Linked DNA regions of Macaca mulatta: region 2 is linked to region 1. The links are chromatin contacts, called in public Hi-C maps. All regions are on one chromosome and are shown on one strand. Each heading gives the region's core, a stretch centred on a gene start, on an enhancer-like site or on the middle of the called end of the contact. The rest is flanking DNA. Distances are from core to core; before and after follow the strand shown.

Evidence for each region. A called contact is a pair of places that touch in the nucleus more often than the background predicts.
Region 2: a contact with region 1 is called in a Hi-C map of fibroblasts, with 2.7 times the contacts expected there. The contact joins two enhancer-like sites. A contact is called at or near these places in 2 of 14 Hi-C or Micro-C datasets (fibroblasts and liver).

Annotation. Positions count from the first base shown.
Region 1 is chr5:137,214,396-137,217,226 of T2T-MMU8v2.0, reverse strand. The region is part of intron 2 of LOC106998496 (a long non-coding RNA gene); the gene reads right to left. Among named protein-coding and RNA genes, the nearest start is that of PGRMC2, 160 kb to the right of the region's middle. Within about 2 kb of position 1,531, at least 4 of the 40 cell types and tissues checked have an H3K27ac peak or open chromatin away from gene starts, as enhancers often do.
Region 2 is chr5:137,337,841-137,340,806 of T2T-MMU8v2.0, reverse strand. No RefSeq gene overlaps it. Among named protein-coding and RNA genes, the nearest start is that of JADE1, 230 kb to the left of the region's middle. Within about 2 kb of position 1,491, at least 2 of the 40 cell types and tissues checked have an H3K27ac peak or open chromatin away from gene starts, as enhancers often do.

The DNA.
Region 1 (2,831 bases), core at 282-2,781:
AGTTGTGAGAAGGATTAAGTAACATTTTAAGAAGCACTTACCACAGCACTTGGCACCTTGTAGGCTTCCCTGAGTTAAGGAAGCAGCACAAACAATTTTAAAAATTCTTTTATATTTATGTGTACTTTTCAATTTGCAAAATTATTTTTGTACATGATCTCACCAGCAATACGATGATGAGCCTTACTAATAATGCCTATGGCAGGTACTCAATGTGTGTTTAATGTGGAGCTGACTCAAGTTACATGTGAGCTTTTCCCATGTAGTACATGTACATAGAGTTTGGGCTATAAATAGGACTAGAATGAAATTCTCCATTTCAGTTTCTGGGGTGTCGTCTATATCGTAACCACTATTCAACTGTATTTATTCATCTCTGAAATAGAAGTTATTGAATCCTAGACCCTCAAAAACCAGAAGAGGACTCCCAGTTATATATGTCAAAACTATAAAAATAGATTAACAACTCATGAGAATTATTATATTCTTATAATAACTTTTATATCTAATAATATAAATACCAATTACTACTACCACGTACTATTGGTATAACACAATAAATTAAGCACTACTATATACATATATATATATTACAAACAGTTCTTACTCTCAAGAAATATTCATTGAAGAACTACTAGGATGCTGTACACACCTATATTTTACCAAGAATAAAAACTTACTGGCACCTAGCACAGTAGCATACCTAATATTTTGTACTTTCACATCATAGTCATGGAATAAATGCATACATGAATGAACACTATGAGTCACTAAAGATAAATGTCAGTGTCAGTAGGTGCAAGTACTAAAGTCTGAGAACTTGCCCTACCTGTGAAATGAGAGGACTAACAATGCATTGGAGGATCATTATAAGGACAAGTGTGACAATGTACGTCGGACGGTGGTAGTCAGCTTCTAAAGTGGCTCCCAGTGATCCTTGCCTTCTGGTTTTCATGCCCTGGGTAAGCCCGTGCCCTTAAATGTGAACTGGTGACATGCTTCCACAAATAGAATATGGCAAAGGTGATGAGATGTCACTTCTGTGATTAGGTTACAAAAGACTGTCACTTCATTCGTGCTGGTGCTCTCTCTTGGGAATGAAGGAGATCTCTAACCAACAGCTTGTGAGAAACTGGGGCCTTAGTCTCATAGCCCTCAAAGAATTGAATCATGCCAAATACCTCATTATTGGAAGCAAATCCTCCCCTAGTCTAGCCTGGAGATGACTACAGCCCTGGCTAAGATCTTGAGAGAGGACTTGACGCAGAAGACTCAGTCAAGCCATGCCAGGATTCCTGACCCACAGACACTGGGACATAATAAACGTTTTAAGGCACTAAGTTCTGAATAATTTGTTATGCAGCGACAGGTAACTAATGCAAGGACCGACTGTAGCATGTACATTTTAAAGTGTGTGATATAGAGAAGCCATCCTATTTTACAGTGGGGTCATAAATTATAGTGGGCTTATCTACAAGACTAGAGTTTTTTCATGCTAGCACAGTGAATCATAAAGGCTCTCCCTTACTAAGGAGAAGAGCCAACCAGTTAGTCAGTGGAAAGGAATGACAGGATCCATTCTGCTGGTGATCTCCTCAGCTAATACCAGGGGCTAGTCCTGTGCAGCAACCAGCACTAAACCGCAGGGATGAAAGAATATCTTCATATACAACTGGTGGGCAAAGATGCAGTTGAATTCATCCCTGTTGAGCAGGGGTTGAAATGGCAGTGGTCTCCTGGAACCATTTCTGTGAAACACTGGGACACATGGTTGTCTAGTGCAAACCCTGGCCTTGCAGAAATTAAATGATTCTCTCAGCAGTCCTTTTTTGAACTGTTCCCATTGCCTGCTGTAGACAGTTGGCTCTTAATCCATTTTATAGAAGCACTTTCTGTTCCTTGGATAAAAGGAAGTACATAAATTTCAAGTGCTGTATTACCATACATGCATGGTTCTGTTTGGGCACAAGCACGTTGTTCTTGTCATAAATTCTGACTCAGAATGAGAGCTCAGGATTTACCATCTCACTCTTTATAGTTACAAGATCGACTAAACTGATTACAAGAAGAAATATGTAAGCTTTGAAACTGTTCACACCAGTGATGTGGCTCAGTAGCTTGTAAAAGTGGCAAATAACAGCAAGCCAAAAGAAGGATATTTCAGGAAAGACAGAGTTCTTAAAAACACAGGGTTGGTTGTGTTCATAACCCAGATGCTGATGTTGCTCTTTGGAGCCTGGGGTGCTCTCTCCATTGCCTATTGTTGGACCATGGTCCTTGGAAACATGGGTTTCCTCCACTGTAAGTCCTTCCTCCATCACACCAAAGTTTCTAGGACCTCTCTCAGGGAGCTGACATGGCAGTAAGTAAGGGGCAGTCAGCCTGAAAGATGGAATGTTCTTATATCTTCTAAGGCTGCAGCTCTTGATTGTGTGTGCATGTGTGTGTGCGTGTGTGTGTGTGTGTCTGTGTGTATGGTGTGGTGTGTGTAAAAATGTTGCTTTGATGTGGTTGTTTTGGGCAGTCAAGAGGGATCTAGAGCCCCATAACTGGCTTCTTTCTGTCCTCGTCCAGTACTTGAGGCAGGATAGTGCAGCCATTAGAATGGAAGGCAGTGTAGGCAGATCACAAGGATATGAATCCCAGGCTCACTATTTACTAGCTGTGAGACCTTTAACAAATTATTTAAATCCTTTAAGCCTCAGTTTCTTCACATGAAAAATAGAAATGATATTACCCCCACAAGATCGAGATGAAGATTAAATGTGATAATCTATATAAAGCAACATTGTGCCTGACACATAGTAAACACAACATAAACTTTAATGTTT
Region 2 (2,966 bases), core at 242-2,741, 120 kb before region 1:
CGAGACCAACCTGACTAACATGGAGAAACCCTGTCTCTACTAGAAATACAAAATTAGTTGAGGGTGGTGCCGCATGCCTGTAATCCCAGCTACTCAGGAGAATCGCTTGAACCCAGGAGGCCAGGAGGCGGAGGTTGTGGTGAGCCGAGATCGCACCATTGCACTCCAGCCTGGGCAACAAGAATGAAACTCAGCCTCCAAAAAAAAAAACGAAAGAAAGTGAGCTGACTATTACCATCAATGTCCCTGGTAGGCTCTGGCATTCCTTGTTCATTAAAGATAAGTACAAATTGGACTTCCAACAATTAACAAAAATATTTTAGTAGCTTATTTTGATCTTGAATAACAAAAGTTAATTGCACATCCTTGAACTTTTTCTTCCCAATTCCTGGAATTTATATAAAATTTGTAGAGAAACCCAATACCATGATGCATTCTACTAGAGAGTGTTAGAGCTCGAGACTTTCAGGAATTAAACCAAGTCAGCACACTCTATTGTGCTATCCTCAGACTCCTGGTCGAGGGTGGTGGTGGGGAGCCAGGCCTGGGGCGCTTAGTACAACAGGAGGACAACAATGGGGAAATGCCTACTGCCCCCTGCTGGTGAAAAAGGGTCCATAGTTCCAACAACTTGCATAGCCCTAAAAGGCCTCATTTAGACAATGTTTTGAAACCATGGTATCAGCTTCAAAATGACTTTAAATAACCTTAAATATTTAGCTTTTTAAAAATAAAGCTGAGCAGTAAAAATCTACTGCTTGGTTTTTCTTTAATTATGCTGCTCCTCCTCCATATTTTCAGTTTCCTTTACAATCTGGTAGATCATATGTCATTAAATTCTAGGTCATTCTGCACCAAACAACGGTTGACCTGTCTTAGGTACCAAAGTCCCTTTAATTTGTGATGATAGAAAAAACTTTTCTTAAAGTGTTCCTTTGAGAATGTATCTCGAAAGTATAGAAAGTAATTACCTGGAAGGTAACTGTGGCTGTAAGCAAGTGCTGGGACTTGGAGCTGTATGTTATCATTCCAGTATCAGTTCTGACACTTAACTTAGCTGTAAGATTTAGGAAAGTCACCTAATCTCATAGAATTCATTTGTGAACATATAATGATAATAACACATAACACACAGGGTTGTTATGGGGATTAAATGAGATTATTACAATGAAAGTGTTACTCTAAGAGCTATAAAATTGGAAGGTATTACGAGTAAAGGAATAGGTAACTGTGGGGTTGCCCACTTAACCATTATCACACAGGTATTTGGAGTCAAATGCCCTAGAGCATAGTAAGGATTAAACATTAAACTGTAGATATTCGTCATTGAGATTAGCATTATTACCGTGGTTTAATATTTAATTCTCACTGTTCTCTAGGGGACCAGATGGACTCTGGGGAGAATGTAGATTTAGACATTCCTGACTGCTGGAATCCCAAACTAAAGTCCATACAAAATAAAAACACCTCATAGACAGAAGAGTCACTCTATGAGGCATTCTAAGAATGCACTTTCTGCATGGTGACTAGTTTTTAATTGGTCAAGTGGATAGGTTCTCAGCAATCTTGCTCCTCTGGGAATAATAAAAACATTACACTGAAGGTTTTGTTTGTAGGTTTGGACCTAAGTTTTTCTGCTATAAGGGGTATATTATTAACAAAACAAACCCAACCAAAAAGTTGGAATTCTTGGAAATTCACCAAAATTCTTTAGCTCTTTTCAATCATCTTTATTTTGGATTTACTTGGAATCCTTGATCTTTAACCCAATTTTGAGCATTACACTGTCCCTATTTAATGCATAAGGAATATTTTGGAATTTTAAAAGAGCCACAAAATGTCAAACCCAAGATCCTAGTTTTTGGTCTTGTTTGTTTGTGAGGGTGGAAGGATTTTACATCTTATTTTGTACTTACTCTGTTCCCAGCAGCTTTTGCTTTGTTCACATCTCACACAGAGCATACTTAATTCAGTGAATTAATTTGGTTGTATGGTAAGCACTGCGGAGAAGCTAAGAAAAAACATCACAATCGAGAAGGTAGAAAAGGTCTTCCAAGGATGCACTGAAACTGTTGCGTATACTCTGGGGCCTCCAAGTTTTCTGGGAAAAAACAAAAGCAAAAGAGTGGCTGGGAAACTAGCTTAATACATAGGTATAAAGCATGGAACAGCTTCTTTTGACTAGTTTAAGAGGAAGCCATAAAGCACAAGTTCTTGGAATTATGCCAGCAAAAAGTGTAACCCTTTTATTTATGGGGGCATTCATCAGAACTGGGCCTTTGTGAGCCTACCCCAGACTGTGGTCGCTTGGTTTAGTCAGCTGCTGACTCCTCTGGGAAAACACATCCCCTTTTAGCAGAAATAAGGAGCAAGGAGAACCACTGGGTAGCGGCTATCACAGTGATTCCCAATGGAAACCAGCCCACAAAAGCCCTGTAAAGAATAGCCCTGCTGTATTCCACGCCAGTGAATGATTACACACAGGATGGGTGAGGCAACATGGATCCACAAACACCTGGTTTACTTATGTTGGCCATGATGGTGCCCTCAGGACAAACCACAGATGGAAATCTGTCCAGGGAATTCCTGAGTTCATAGGCTCACCGTGTCCTTTGAACTCCAGCCCAGCCATTTCTATATGACCTCTGTTGTTGTCCCAACTGAACCCCATTTCTTCTCTCTCTTTTGTGGTTGTAAGAATGGAAAACTTGATGACTTCTTTCTCTTCATCATGGCTACTCCTCAGAATGTCTTGCTGACCACGTCCGTGTTGCCAGAGTCTACTGATCTAATAAAACCTATTTCTATCAACAAAATGTAACTATGTGTGACCATGTATTTATACCTTTTCACAAATGGAACTTCTTAAAAATAGATTTCCCATCCATATTAACTTATTAAGTAAAATTTCCCTGTTTTTTAATAAAACAAGTTTTCCTAATCTCAAATACTATCCAACAGATGTT